Linked DNA regions of Mus musculus: region 2 is linked to region 1. A link is a contact called in public promoter capture Hi-C data. All regions are on one chromosome and are shown on one strand. The core of a region is the stretch at or near the end of the contact, and the rest is flanking DNA. Distances in the headings are between cores, read along the strand shown. Region 1 holds the start of Oprl1 (opioid receptor-like 1). Region 2 holds the start of Polr3k (polymerase (RNA) III (DNA directed) polypeptide K).

Region 1 (6,880 bases), core at 1,736-4,235:
ATTGTACTGCAATTGAATATGCTGGCAGTAAGTTGCCTGGCATCAGACTCCTAAAGTTTGGTCCAGTTTGTCTAAGTCAGGATGAACTTCTGGGGCCTGCCAGGCCTTAGGGGAACAGGTTTAAGTGGGAAGACCAAAAGTCTGATGATCTCCAGCCTTGTAGGAAACTTAACTCTTACTTTATAATTCTCTGTGCTTGAATAAGTGCTGGTCTCTTAACTCTAAAAATTCTGTACCAAAAAGTCAACACTTTCTTACTGTTTTATGTTTAAATAAGTGCAAAAATCTGGAAAATTAACATATACTGTTTAGCAGCAGGTAATTAAGTAAAGGATTAATTGCTAGAGCTCCTTTCTCTGTCAAGTTAGCCAGAAGCCCTTGATCGCAGACCATGCAAATAGAGTGGGCCATCTTCAGAAAGATTGATTGCATGCCTTTAGTCTATCCTAGATAGTTCCTGATAATGAGCCAAGTTTTTATTTTCACTGTTTGGAGATTATAGAACCCCTAACCCCAACACACACAGATTTTATTGTAACTGTGTGCCAAATTCTTTCCTCTTGAGGCAAGAAAGTATGTAACTGAACTGGGTTTGGTAGCACATGCCTTTAATCCTAGCACTTGGGAGGCAGAAGCAAGTGGATCTCTGAGTTTGAGGCCAGGCAGCCTAGTTACAGGACAGTTACATAACAAGTTACAGGACAGTCATACCTACACAGTATTGTTTTGGACCTTGCTTAGGCACTTCTAATACCTATGTGCAGCCATTGGTGGCTTCAACAGTGAACTGTCTACATGAGTCATGTTGTTGTTTGTGTTGCCTGAATCTTCAGTATTACTCTCATGTTTCTTGCTGACACTTTTGTGTCACTTATGTTATGTATTGTCCTGTTTCATCCCCTCTGGAAAGTCCACTTATCCTTGCTGAGTTTCTGTTTGGGATCAAGATGCTTGAGCTGTTTCCTCTGGACCACCAGTGCCCCATTGTGGCCGAGTCACCTGTCAGATAACCAAATTATTCTTCCATCTGAGACAGCATTTGAGCATGTGGACTCTGAGCTACATTCTATTGGTACACAATTCCAGATATATGTTGAGACCAGAGCTCAGTCTTACTTGGCAGCATTGTAGCTGATTCATAGTTGAGGCCATAATGCTAAGCCAAGAACTCCTGGGACTGAGGCAGTGGCAGGGAAAGCTTCTTAGGCTAGGTCAGAGTAGAGCTGGTTTGGGTATGGGATCCATGCAGTGGGGCAAGGTGAAGCACACAGGACCCAACTCAAGGTCATGAGACGAAGGGACATTCTGTGGCTCTGTTCTGCCTATATTTAAACAATGCTTATGGCACCCTCTTTCTAAATCTGGAACCTGGGCTGGAAAGCAGGTAAAGACTATTAGGAAAAGAGGCTCTGTAGAGGCACAGAGACAACTTGGTTGATAACTCTGAGGTTGTGTGCCAGCTTTGCCTGGAGTGGGAGGGAAGAGGGAGAGAGAGAGAGAGAGACAGAGACAGAGACAGTAACAGAGAGTGCATACCTATGTACTATATATCTAGGGGCCTTGCTCTGTGCCTGCCTGTTTCCACACTAGTTTACATCCTGTTTGTATCTTTCTCTTTGTGCCTGCATTCACTTTGTGAGTTTTGTATATGTGATTCTTGTGTGCACCTCTGAGCACATATCCCTTGTGTCTCTGTGTCTCTATACTGCGCCTGTCTGGGTATCTCTGTGTATGTTCTGTTTATTTGCAGGAATGTGTCCTCATGTGTCTCCTTGAGTGTCCATGTGTCCCTGAGAATGGAGAGACAAGTCCTTGGAGACAGCTTGGGATGCTGAGTCCTGGGGTGTCTGTCTGCTCTGGCCTTTTCTGGTTGGACAGGTATCCTAGCAACACTTCTGTGAGTTGCCTAGCAACCAGGTCCCCATCCTTAGAGAAAGAGCAGGGTCTGGCTGTATGTGGGAGATCTGGCTCTCATTCAGTACAGACAGCAAAAGCAAGCCTATGATTTGATGATGGCTAGAGACTCAGCATAGGGTCTCTAGCCTACATGACCTTAACTTACGGCTTTTTTTTCTCAGTGGACTGTGACCCCTTGTGCTGGCAAAGAAAGAGGAGCTTAGTATCTCTGTGTTTTCTAAGATCTAATTCTGGGAGTTAGCTGTGGTGTAGCTCCAAGTGACCAGCAGACCTGGCTTTCCTTTACCATGACATATTGACAGGCAGCTTCAGACTTCAGAGACATGATGCTTTCATTTGTGAGGATAATATGGGTGGTAATGGCTACATGCAGTGGGGGTTCCTGGGTTCAGTTTTGTCTTGGGCTTAGTGTACATTAGGTATAAATAGCACATAATAGATTCAGGGCAGTATTTGGTCCTTAGTCCAGACAATCTCTTGCTTACTTGCAAGAAAGCCTTTCCTTGGAGAATTAGTTGGGTTAGGGTATTGCTGTCTATTACTGTGGTACTCTGCTTTACTGGACAGTTCTGGGCAGGAAAGCTGGCAAAATATGGTCTGGGCTAAGCTGGACAAAACAACATTTACCAGTGATGGTGGTGCACGCCTTAATCCCAGCACTCAGAAAGCAGAGGCAGACATATCTTTGAGTTCCAGGACAGCCAAGGCTACACAGAGAAATCCTGTCTCTAACCCATCACCCCTCCAACAAAACAAAACAAAACAAAACAAAACAAAACAAAACAAAACAAAACAAAACAGAACAAAACATTTTCCTCACATCTGCCTCTAGGTGAGCATTTCTCTGTATACATCTTAAGTGTGTTCTTGTGTCTAAGGCTGTGCATGTATGTGTGTCTGAGTTCCTGTTCATGTCTCCATTTTTGTGTTTATAGATGTCTCCACTGTGTGTCCCAGATCCTGAGTGTGTCTGTCTTGTGTGTCTTGTGTGAGCCGATTTTTTTTTTTTTTTTTTTTTTTGGCTTCCTTCTCCAACCTGCGCAGCCCCTCCTTCTCTCAGCCGCAGCCTTCTGCCCCTCCCCCTTCTGGCTGCCGCACTGGCTGCTGCGTCTAGTCAATATCTTATCTTCGGAGCAGGAGCTAGGAGCCATTCCCAGCCGGAGCAGACCCCAAGCTAGAGTGAGAAGCATTACTCAGTTCATTGTGCTCCTGCCTGCCTTTCTGCTAAGCATTAGGGTCTGTTTTGGCCCAGCTTCTGAAGAGGTTGTGTGTGCTGTTGGAGGTAAGAGGGGCTCTAGTGAGGGCTCCTGCTGCTGCTGACAGAGCTGGGGGTGGGGGAGCACTGGGAGGTAGGGAAGTGCCTGAGCCCTAGGCATTTCTGGGTAAATTCCATGTCTTTTGTGCTCCAGTGTGCCTTAGGATGGTTTGGGCATTTTTTTGTATTCGGCTGACTGTGAGCCCCTGAGTCTTGGTGGGTGGACATGTATGCTTGTGTAGCTACCTCCATGTTGCTTCTGTGCGAGTCTATCACCCTAATATGAGGTAAAATTGTGAGTAAATGTGCCCCCATGCCTCTGTGTGTGTCATCATGTGCCCATGTGTATGCCTTTGTCTGTGTCCATGTGTCTGTGTGTGGATGCCCATCGAGGTGTTCATGTGCCTGTTAGTGTAGTTGTGCTGTTCTAAGGCCTCAGTGGACTGTGTCCAGCACTGTGGTCACTTCTTTCTGTGTCCTGTTCCAGGAACTGTACTGAGTGGCTTTGCAGGGTGACAGCATGGAGTCCCTCTTTCCTGCCCCATTCTGGGAGGTCTTGTATGGCAGCCACTTTCAAGGGAACCTGTCTCTCCTAAATGAGACCGTACCCCATCACCTGCTCCTCAATGCTAGCCACAGTGCCTTCCTGCCCCTTGGACTCAAGGTCACCATCGTGGGGCTCTACTTGGCTGTGTGCATCGGGGGGCTCCTGGGGAACTGCCTCGTCATGTATGTCATCCTCAGGTAGGCGGGTCCCATCAATCTGTGAAGGGGGAACCTGAGGCAGGAGGCTGTTCTGGATGAATTCGAACAAGCATGGATTTTCTGCTTGCTCCATCAAATTTCTTCCCTCTCTGTTCAAGGGACATGATCACCCTTGAAGTTCAACTCCTGTTCTGCTCCCATCTGTCTCAGACTAGGTGTCACCACCTGGAGGCTTGGTACTGCAGATAAATCCATGCCGTGATGTCTATGTGAATAACCATGGGTACAAAGGATCCTAAGATTTCCCAAAGAGAGGAAGAGGGGCTGGTGCTGGGCCTGAAGCCCTTGTTCATTGGCCTTTAGGATCTATGCTCATGGTGGATGTCTTTAGCTGAGCCCATGCTCTATTGGTGCTCAGAAATGGGAAAATTTGGAGGACTACAAAGAAAGACAGCAGTACTGGATGACTGAGGTAGCGTCGACGGTGAGGGGAAGAGGGCAGTGTGAGGTACAGTTCTATGGACAAGAAAGCTGGGCAAGGAGTATGCAATTGGTAAATGTGTGGTGGCAATGATGGTCTCTGTTTTTTTCCAGCTGGGAGGGCATTGAGGGGAACTGGAGACAGCAGGTGAGGACTTGAATGCCAGAATGGGGACGCCAAATTCTTTGGACATTGGGAAGACATGGGAGGTCCTTGAGTGGTGGATAACTAGAGCAAGGTTCTTCACTGATATTTCCTCTTTCAAAAAGATGACTCTGAAGAGAGCAGTCATGGTTCCCTTGATGGTATCATGGTAGGTGTGGTATTGGTAGAGGAGGAAGGGGCAGTACAGTGTCCATACCCTGCCTCATTATGGTCCTCTTAGTATTTCTGAGCAACTGTTTTCTCTGTTTGTTAGATGGGAAATGTGGATTATATAGTCATATATAGGTGCATGTGCACAGACGTGTGTATATATATATATGCTATGTGATTGGAAAAGCATTCCAAGTATTGACTTTTGGCAGAGGACCCTTGTGGGAAACTATTCTATGATCCATGTGTCTCATGGTTAAAAGGATATGTCTTTGGCAAGACGTGCAGCAACCAGGGACAGTTTGTGAGCCTTGCCTTTCCTTGTCATCAGCATTTCTCTCCTATATTGTCCTCTGCATTTGGGATATTAAAATTCTTGAGCCATTTACTGCAGTAGAGTAGAGAAGGAACGCCATCTTTTCCACCAGCATCCCCAGAGAACTAGTCTCAGAAACTGCTGTGGCTGCACTGGCTCAGGAGACAACACACGGCATGTTTGAGTTGGATGTGTGCCAGGAGTCAGAAAAATATGCTCTGAGCCCCATTTTGCACCTTAGCAGTTCTAAGCCTTATGAAAGCTACTTAGTTCCTCTGAGTCTCAGCTTCCTTCTCCACAGCGTAGAGATTAAATGGCATTTTTGCTTTGGGGTAAACCTCAAATGAGATAAAATCTATGTGAAGAGCTTGGCTCAGATATCTACCATTATCATTAACATTGTTATTTATTGTAATTAAGGTCTCTGGGATTAATGTCTAAGAGACAGAACTTAATCTCAGATTCCCTGGTAGCAACTAAACATCATGGACTACTGTTATCTCTAGTGCTACCACCACCATACTGCCATAACCACCATAACCACTATAACCACCACCATTACCACCATCACTTTCATCATCATCACTATAGTCACCCTTCCCTACCACTGTCATAAACATTAATTCATTCCACTAATATTTATAACTTATAATGTTCCTAGCATGGTTCCCAGTGCTTGGATACAATCAAACCTAACTAGCACATCTCCTTTTTTCTTTATTAGAATAAAAAATATTGTGTTTATTTTTGGGTATGAGTGTTTCTGCTGGATGTATAGGTCAGATGAGAAAGTTGGTTTTCTCCTTTTACTATGTAAGTTTCTCCTTCTACCACATGTGTCCTGGAAATGGAACTCAGGTCATCAGAATTGGTAATAAGTGCCCTTACCAGCTGAGCCATTTGGCTGGACCACCATTTTCTGTTTTCATTGCTAGACAACATTGTGCACTTGGAAGATCTTTGATGAACTTTACAGGCAGTGCCCTGAAAACCCTCTGAGAGGAGTCTTAAGAGAGACTGAGGAGAGAAGACAGCATCTCTCTCTCTTGATTCCTTCCACAAATTCACATTCAGGTTAGATATGTACTCAGGTACTCTTCCATGCCCCCAACTTTTCCAGGATAGTCCTGTCATAGAATTGGAACCTTTTTGTAGATGTCATAATCACATGGGGGAGCTTGTTAAAGTCCTAGGCTCAGTGGACCTTGGGTGTAGTGCAGGATCTGCCATTTAATAAGCTTCTTTGGAGACTCTGGGGTTGAGAGATTCAAAGATGATGACCCTCTTGGTGGTCTTTTTGCGGCCAAGTCTAGACAAAATGGCCAAATGGAGCGTTTCTTCTCCTTGTCCTCTACAGGCACACCAAGATGAAGACTGCTACCAACATTTACATATTTAATCTGGCACTGGCTGATACCCTGGTCTTGCTGACACTGCCCTTCCAGGGCACAGACATCCTTCTGGGCTTCTGGCCATTTGGGAATGCACTGTGCAAGACGGTCATTGCTATCGACTACTACAACATGTTTACCAGCACTTTCACTTTGACTGCCATGAGTGTAGACCGTTATGTAGCTATCTGCCACCCTATCCGTGCCCTTGATGTTCGGACATCCAGTAAAGCCCAGGCCGTTAATGTGGCCATATGGGCCCTGGCTTCGGTGGTTGGTGTTCCTGTTGCCATCATGGGCTCAGCACAAGTGGAGGATGAAGGTCAGTGGGCAGTCCTCCTCCCTGACCAATCAGTTCCCCATGGTTCTTGCCGGCCCCTCTGACCTCATTTCTCTCCTGCAGAGATCGAGTGCCTGGTGGAGATCCCCGCCCCTCAGGACTATTGGGGCCCTGTATTTGCCATCTGCATCTTCCTTTTTTCCTTCATCATCCCGGTTCT
Region 2 (6,880 bases), core at 1,318-3,817, 150 kb after region 1:
TTTAAAGTCCAAAGTCTTTTTACAATTAAAAGTCTCTTAACTGTGGGATCCACTAAAATATTTCCTTCCTTAAAGAGGGAAAATATCAGGGCACAGTCACAATCAAAAGCAAAAATCAATCTCCAACCATCCAATGTCTGGGATCCAACTCACGATCTTCTGGGCTCCTCCAAGGGCTTGGGCCACTTCTTCAGCTATGCCCTTTGTAGCACACACGTCATCCTCTAGGCTCCAGATGCCTGTACTCCACTGCTGCTGCTCTTGGTGGTCATCTCATGGTACTGGCATCTCCAAAACACTGCATGACCCCTTCAGTCCTGGGCTGTCAATTGCAACTGAGGCTGCACCTTCACCAATGGCCTTCCATGGCCTCTCACAGTGCCGAGCCTCAGCTGCTCTGCGTGACCCCTTCATGCCTTCAAAACCAGTACCACCTGGGTGACCCTTACACATTACCAAGTCCCACTGCAGCAGGAGTACAACCTTGGTTATCTCTGGAACACAACTTCTTTGTGCTTTCAGAAAACACTTCCCAGAAGATGTCACCTCAACGATGCTGGTCTCTTCTTAATCACTGCTAATTTCTTAGCTCCAGCTAACCAGCATCAATAGTGCCAGTAATGCAAAGATTTTGCTTTAGTAGTTCTGGTATCTTGTTAATCACAGCTGATTCTTCAGCTCCAGCTAACCAGAACCACAGAATAATCAAACTCCAAAATAGCAATGGCTCTGAAGAGTCTTTAATTTTCCCTCTGAAATTTCACAAGCCAGGCCTCCATCTTCTGCACTGTTCTCAACATTATCTTCCAAGCTCCTACACAACATCTGACAGAGCTCTTAACACTGAGTGAATCTTCTAGCCCAAAGTTCCAAAGTCCTTCCACAGTCCTCCCCAAAACATGGTCAGGCTGTCACAGGAATACCCCACTCTGCTGGTACCAATTTGCCTTAGTCAGGGTTTCTATTCCTGCACAAACATCATGACCAAGAAGCAAATTGGGGAGGAAAGGGTTTATTTGCCTTACATTTCCACACTGCCGTTCATCACCAAGGAAGTCAGGACTGGAACTCAAGCAGGTCAGGAAGCAGGAGCTGATGCAGAAGCCATGGAGGGATGCTCTTTACTGGCTTGCTTCCCCTGGCTTGCTCAGCCTGCTCTCTTATAGAACCAAGACTACCAGCCCAGAGATGGTCCCACCCACAAGGGGCCTTTCCCCCTTGATCACTAATTGAGAAAATGCCTTACAGTTGGATCTCATGGAGGCATTTCCCCAACTGAAGCTCCTTTTTCTGTGATAACTCCAGCTGTGTCAGGTTGACACAAAACTAGCCATAAATATTTGGCTTACATGTCAAGAGTCCATTGTTTAGGGGAGTCAATGCAGGAACTTGCTGCAGAAACAGAAGCCATTACCATGGTGGGATGCTGCTTACTGGTTTGCTCCTCATGATTTACTCAGATTCTCAGATTGCTTTTTTCTCTCTCTCCATTTTGTTCTTAGACTTACTTAAGTGTATGAGGGTTTTTGTTTGTTTGTTTTTTTTTTTTTTTGAATGCTTGTTCGTGCACCAAAGACGTGCTTGGTGCCTACGGAGGTCAGAAGAGGGCATTGGATTCTCAGGAACTGGAGGTTATGGACGTTTGTGAGCTACCATATTGGTGCTGGGAATTAAACCAGTGTTCACTATAAGAACAAGCAACAGCTGAACTATCTCTTCAGCCCCATCATTCTGCTTTCTTATATCACCCAGGACCACTGGCTTGGTGGTGACACCGCCCCCAATGGGCTAGACCCTCTCCTACCAATTTTAACTCAAGAAAATGCCCCCAGAGACTTATTTACTGGTCAATTTATGGTGACATTTTCACAATTGGGGTTCCTCTCCCTGGATATTTAGTTTGTGTATAGTTAAAGCAAACAGAAAACAACACACACATACATGTGCATGTTGCAGAATGACTGCAGAGGATTAAAGAGGCAAGGAGTTTCAAAGAAATCTGAGAAGCCAGAGCTGGGAAATATAAATGTCTATAGGAAATGAGATAAAAGAGTCAGCTGGACGTCTGTGAAAAGGAGCTGCTGGTATTTGTTACCTGCAGGGTTGAGTCTAGCTGTGTAAGTGAAAGGGCAGAATGAAACTAGGTGAAGAAATGGCCAGATGGAGGAATGGCAGGTCCAGATAGGATATCGTACGTCAGTCAGACAGCAGTTGAGACGTAGTATTAACAATGGGGACAGTGTTCCTGGGACATTTGGTTATTTTCTGTCCGTTCCGGATGAGAATATTGCGGAGCAGCATGATCCTCCTGTAACACGTCCATGGCTCGGAGTGCGGCAAGTGTCTCCTCATCACCCAGAACCTCTCACCTGGGTACTCTGGTGGTGCCAGCATTATCGGTCCAGTCCTCTTGGCGTTTCAGCTAGGGAGACGTGTGCACACGCGCAGAAACGACAGGGCTGGGCGTGCAGGCAGCATGCTATTGGCTGGATGGGAAAGGATTATCTGCGGTGACCAATGGAGTGTGCGAGGCTGCCCGCCGCAGTGCCTACTGGGAACGTCTTGAGGATCCCGGGTTGCCAGTTACGGAGCAAGTGAGACGGCTTTTGATTGGGCGCCTGCACCACGGAAGCGCCAGACAGAAGCGAGGTGTGGAAGCTGGCAGTATGCTGTTGTTCTGCCCGGGCTGCGGGAACGGACTCATTGTGGAGGAGGGGCAGCGTTGCCATCGCTTCGCCTGCAACACTTGCCCCTACGTCCATAATATCACCCGTAAGGTAAGTTCCACAGACGGGTGCCTTCTCTGCTTTCTGGGAGGCACAGCAAGCGTCGGCGCGCTCAGACCTTCCTGCAGGCTTTTGTGCTCTCGCTGCGGTGGTACCCCAAGTCCAGCAGTCGCTGCTCCAGTGGCGTCGCTCCGGCCACGTCGAAGCCCCCCCACCCCCCTCTAGCTCTCCGTTGCCCACTTTGTGATACTCCGAAAATTGTGAGAATTTTAGTTCATACCTTTTAAACCTACACTCCCCTCGTGCTGTCCTTGGCGTACCAGTCCGCGCCTCGCCTCTGATTTGAAATCCTTGGGTTCTTCTTGTGGCTCTTTTGCTCCCAGCCCCTGTCGTTATTCTAGAGAATCTTCACCATGTACGCAGTACTGTTAGGTCCTTCCTTTTGCCCGAGTCATTCTTACACAGGCACATATCACACTTATTCATTCTCCGCCTTACCCCCTACCCCCGTGTATGTGTGCATGTATGCGTCTCTGTTTCCCTCTTCCTTTCTCTCTCCCTCTCCTCTTTTAAAATAATGGCTACCTTATTTAGATTCCTGCCCTTCTGGCTGTTTGTGCATGTCTATAATTTTAGCACTTGGAGAGGCTGCGGCAGGAGAATAGGTTCAAGGCTCACCTGGGCTGCATAGCACATAGACACGCACACACACGCACGCACAGGCACAGGAAACAAACCAAACCCCAGCACTTTCAGTTTATCCACATTCCTTTTATATTTTTCACAGAATGCATTGCCTTCTAATATTTTATATCCTTGTTGCTATTTTGTGTGTGTGGTGCTTGTGTTGGAGCCCAGAAAGCTGTATTTCTAGCCCTTGGTGTTTTGTGTACCCTTCAACTCTTGTTTTGTTCCTCCTTACCTCAGTGACTGCAGGTGTGCACCACTGGGCCTTGGTGACATCTCATTCTTAATGTTTGCTCATTAGAGCTGTATGGTAGGAGTTTAGAGTCTGGATTTGTGGTAAGATGAGTTGTGACATAATTTCGAAATTAGAAGGATGCCTGATAAACTTAGGAAAGCAGCCAAAATGACCTGGGGAGTGCTGGTATACCCAGTTAAATGTCTGTCACTCCTGTTGGATTATTAGGTGTCTGAGGGGTATGAGAGAAGAGTGAGGTTTTACTAGGCTGATTTTTCTTCCTGCTCTGTCTGGTGTTTCCTTCTGTTTCTAGAGACCTTTGACATTGAACCTCTGTGCTGTTTTGGGGGACATCCCAGTCACAAGACCCCTACATTTCAGTGACTCACACTGCTCTTTGAAGAAGATAAATTTTGTAGAGGGAATGCTGGAGGGAGATTGTAGTTTGGTGGCCCACTTGTAAAACTGTACAATTACTTCAAATCTGATGTCTTGTTTCTATTAGGTAACAAACCGAAAGTATCCAAAGCTAAAAGAAGTGGACGACGTGCTTGGTGGAGCAGCTGCATGGGAGAATGTGGACTCTACTGCAGGTGAGGATTTTCCCATAACAGAGCTAGGGACTCAACCCTGCTTATTATTACTCGTTATTATATTTAATAATAATAAATTTATTATTATAATGTAACCCTGTCTGTTATTAGGGCCAGTGAGATGGCTCAGCAGGTAAAAGCACTTGTTGCCAAACCTGTTAGATTCTTGGAGCCCAGAGAGTAGAAGAGAGCTGACTGATGGAAACTTTTTTTTTGTGACTCTGTACCATCCACCACACACACACACACACACACACACACACACGTACGTACGTGTAAGTGTAAAAGAATTTAAGAAGATGTAAATAACAAAGTAATGACAAATAGCTAGTGTTTGTCACTAACTCTAAACAAGGTTTTACATTTTTGTTGCTGTTTGATTTTGTTTTTTGAGACATGGTTTCTCTGTGTAGTCTGGGTGTCCTGGAACTTGCTCTGTAGACTGTGCTGGCCTCAAATTCAGAGATCTACCTGTCTGCCTCCCGTATGTTGGTATTAAAAGCATATGCCACCACCACCTGGCTGTATTAAATGTTTTTTAAAGTAGATTCTTTCAAGTATTCTTTAAAGGAAAGTTACCATACGGATACCTGAACTGTTGTTTCATTTAGACTCTCAAGTCAGATATGGAAAAGTATAATTAAAAATAAATCTGGTGCATATTCTCTTCTTGAAGCAAAATTGGAGTTCATTACAAAAAAGTTTCAACATTGATGTAAACATAGCTGTTGAGAGGGAAAGAGAGATCCATGCTCTAGCAGGTGTAGGCTTCTCGAGAGTTATGTTGTATGTATTTTCAAATACCAACACTGAAAAAATGATCAGCCCTGGTCTTTTATTTTCATTTTATTTTTTATTATATGAATTAAAAAAAAATTGTAACTAGGGGTGAAGCATGGTTGCTCAAGCTTATAATTCTGGTGCTCTCCGGGTATAGGCAGAAGGCTCAGTGCTTATCTGGGCTTCATGAGACCCTGCCTCAGTCAGTCTGTCAACCAAGAAATAGTTGGGTAGGATTTCAGTGGTTAAGTTGGATTTCCTTCCCAACTTCCATAGCAGCTCAGACCTTCTGTACTTGTAGTTTCAGGTGATCTCATGCCCTCTACTGGCATCCAAGGGTACTGCATGAACATGATTCACGGAATACCTGAAGGCAAAACATGCACATAAAATAATGTTAAAAAAATTAAAAGGGGGGGAGGAGGAAATTCGAGACAGAGTTTCTCTGTATGGCTTTGGTTGTCCTGGAACTCACTGTGTAGACCAGGCTAGCCTCGAACTCAGAAATCCGCCTGCCTCTGCCTCCTGAGTGCTGGGATTAAAGGCGTGCGCCACCATGCCCGGTGCAACTGGGGGTATTAAAAAGTAATGTTTACATCTTGATTTATGTCTGATAGACTTAAATGTGATAATGGAATGAAAGAAGATGACCTTAAATAGTAGCTGTTTTAGAAGGAGTAGCAGTGCGTGATTCCTCTATAGAGGAATATACAGATCTTCTATGTTAACAGTTATCATTAGCTAGGTGTGGTAGTGCAACTGAGAGATGGACACAGGAAAATCAGGAGTTCAATTTTATCTTAGCTACATAGTGACTTTGAGGCCTTCCTCAAGAACCTGTTTTATAAAAGCAACAAAAGCCCTGGAAGTTGAGAATTAGTAGAGGCTTAAAATTTTTGTTTGTTTGTTTTTAATCTGTTTATCTTTAAGGTAGAATTCCCTATGTATTCCAGGCTGGCTTTATAGCAAGCCTCTTATTTCAGTTTCCCACGTGCTAGATTATAGCTGTGTGCTACCTCAGTGGGTGTGTATTTCTGTTACATTCCCACAAACAGACTATAATAGACCCTTCCCATGCTTTTCCAGCCATTCTTCAACCAGATTTGAGAAGGGAAGTGAAACCCAGGGATAGAAGGGGAGGGGGTTTCAAAAAAAAAACCTTTAAACATCTACTCATTTTCAAATTTCAAGGCTTTTGTTGCTTTTATAAAACAAGGTCTCTCTAGTCTCCTTATTATTGATGTGCTGTGGGAAGGATGTTGCTATTGGCAAACTCACCATTAGCTGGAGTAAGGGAGACCATAAGGGAGTCTAGCTGAGCATGGAGATGAGATGTTTACCCACACTTAATGTTTTTGTAATGTGGATAACTTGCTTTTCTGTTTGTCAGAGCCATGTCCAAAATGCGAACATCCCCGTGCCTACTTCATGCAGCTTCAGACGCGTTCTGCAGACGAGCCAATGACCACCTTCTATAAGTGCTGCAATGCTCAGTGTGGACATCGCTGGAGGGATTAAGGGCAGGACTTGCCCAGCTGCAAGCATGAATTTTGTGTGTACTGAAGGTCTTTGCTATATGATAGTAAGCTGACTTTTCTGTGGTGAAGGATCAGGGTGAAATATAACTCATCTGCAAGTTAACAGATAAAGTCCTTGATGTATAGGGGCCGTCAGGTCCTTGGGAGATACACATAAGGATGCTCACTTGGGTTCAGGTCCTGTTCCTTACCATTCAAACTAGGAACTTGGTTTATAGTCAGTAAAAATAAAAATTATTATTATTATTTAGTTTTTCAAGACAGGTTTTCTCTGTGTAGTCCTTGCTGTCCTTGTTATGTAGACAAGTCAACCTTGAACTC

What was found. Capture Hi-C pulls out chosen DNA fragments and counts their contacts.
Region 2: a promoter capture Hi-C map of pancreatic islet shows a contact between it and region 1. The contact joins the promoter of Polr3k here to the promoter of Oprl1 in region 1. A contact is called at or near these places in 29 of 39 promoter capture datasets (the 3T3-L1 cell line, 3T3-L1-derived adipocytes, the C10 cell line and 18 more), 9 of 15 datasets of contacts at CTCF or cohesin (CD8 T cells, the NIH/3T3 cell line, embryonic stem cells and 4 more), 205 of 484 Hi-C or Micro-C datasets (2-cell-like embryonic stem cells, 3T3-L1-derived adipocytes, the 63-12 cell line and 100 more), 47 of 115 datasets of contacts at active chromatin or transcription factors (the 230-238 cell line, CD8 T cells, the HPC-7 cell line and 28 more) and 6 of 9 other capture datasets (adipose tissue, embryonic stem cells, embryonic tail and 3 more).

What each region holds. Positions count from the first base shown.
Region 1 is chr2:181,712,031-181,718,910 of GRCm38.p6, forward strand. Oprl1 (opioid receptor-like 1) reads left to right here and starts at 2,986. Exons shown (of 4, transcript NM_011012.5): 1 at 2,986-3,199; 2 at 3,660-3,916; 3 at 6,347-6,702; 4 at 6,784-6,880. The coding sequence starts at 3,693.
Region 2 is chr2:181,861,793-181,868,672 of GRCm38.p6, forward strand. It overlaps Polr3k (polymerase (RNA) III (DNA directed) polypeptide K), which reads left to right and starts at 2,568. Exons shown (of 3, transcript NM_025901.3): 1 at 2,568-2,777; 2 at 4,154-4,241; 3 at 6,412-6,880. The coding sequence starts at 2,667. The coding sequence ends at 6,539.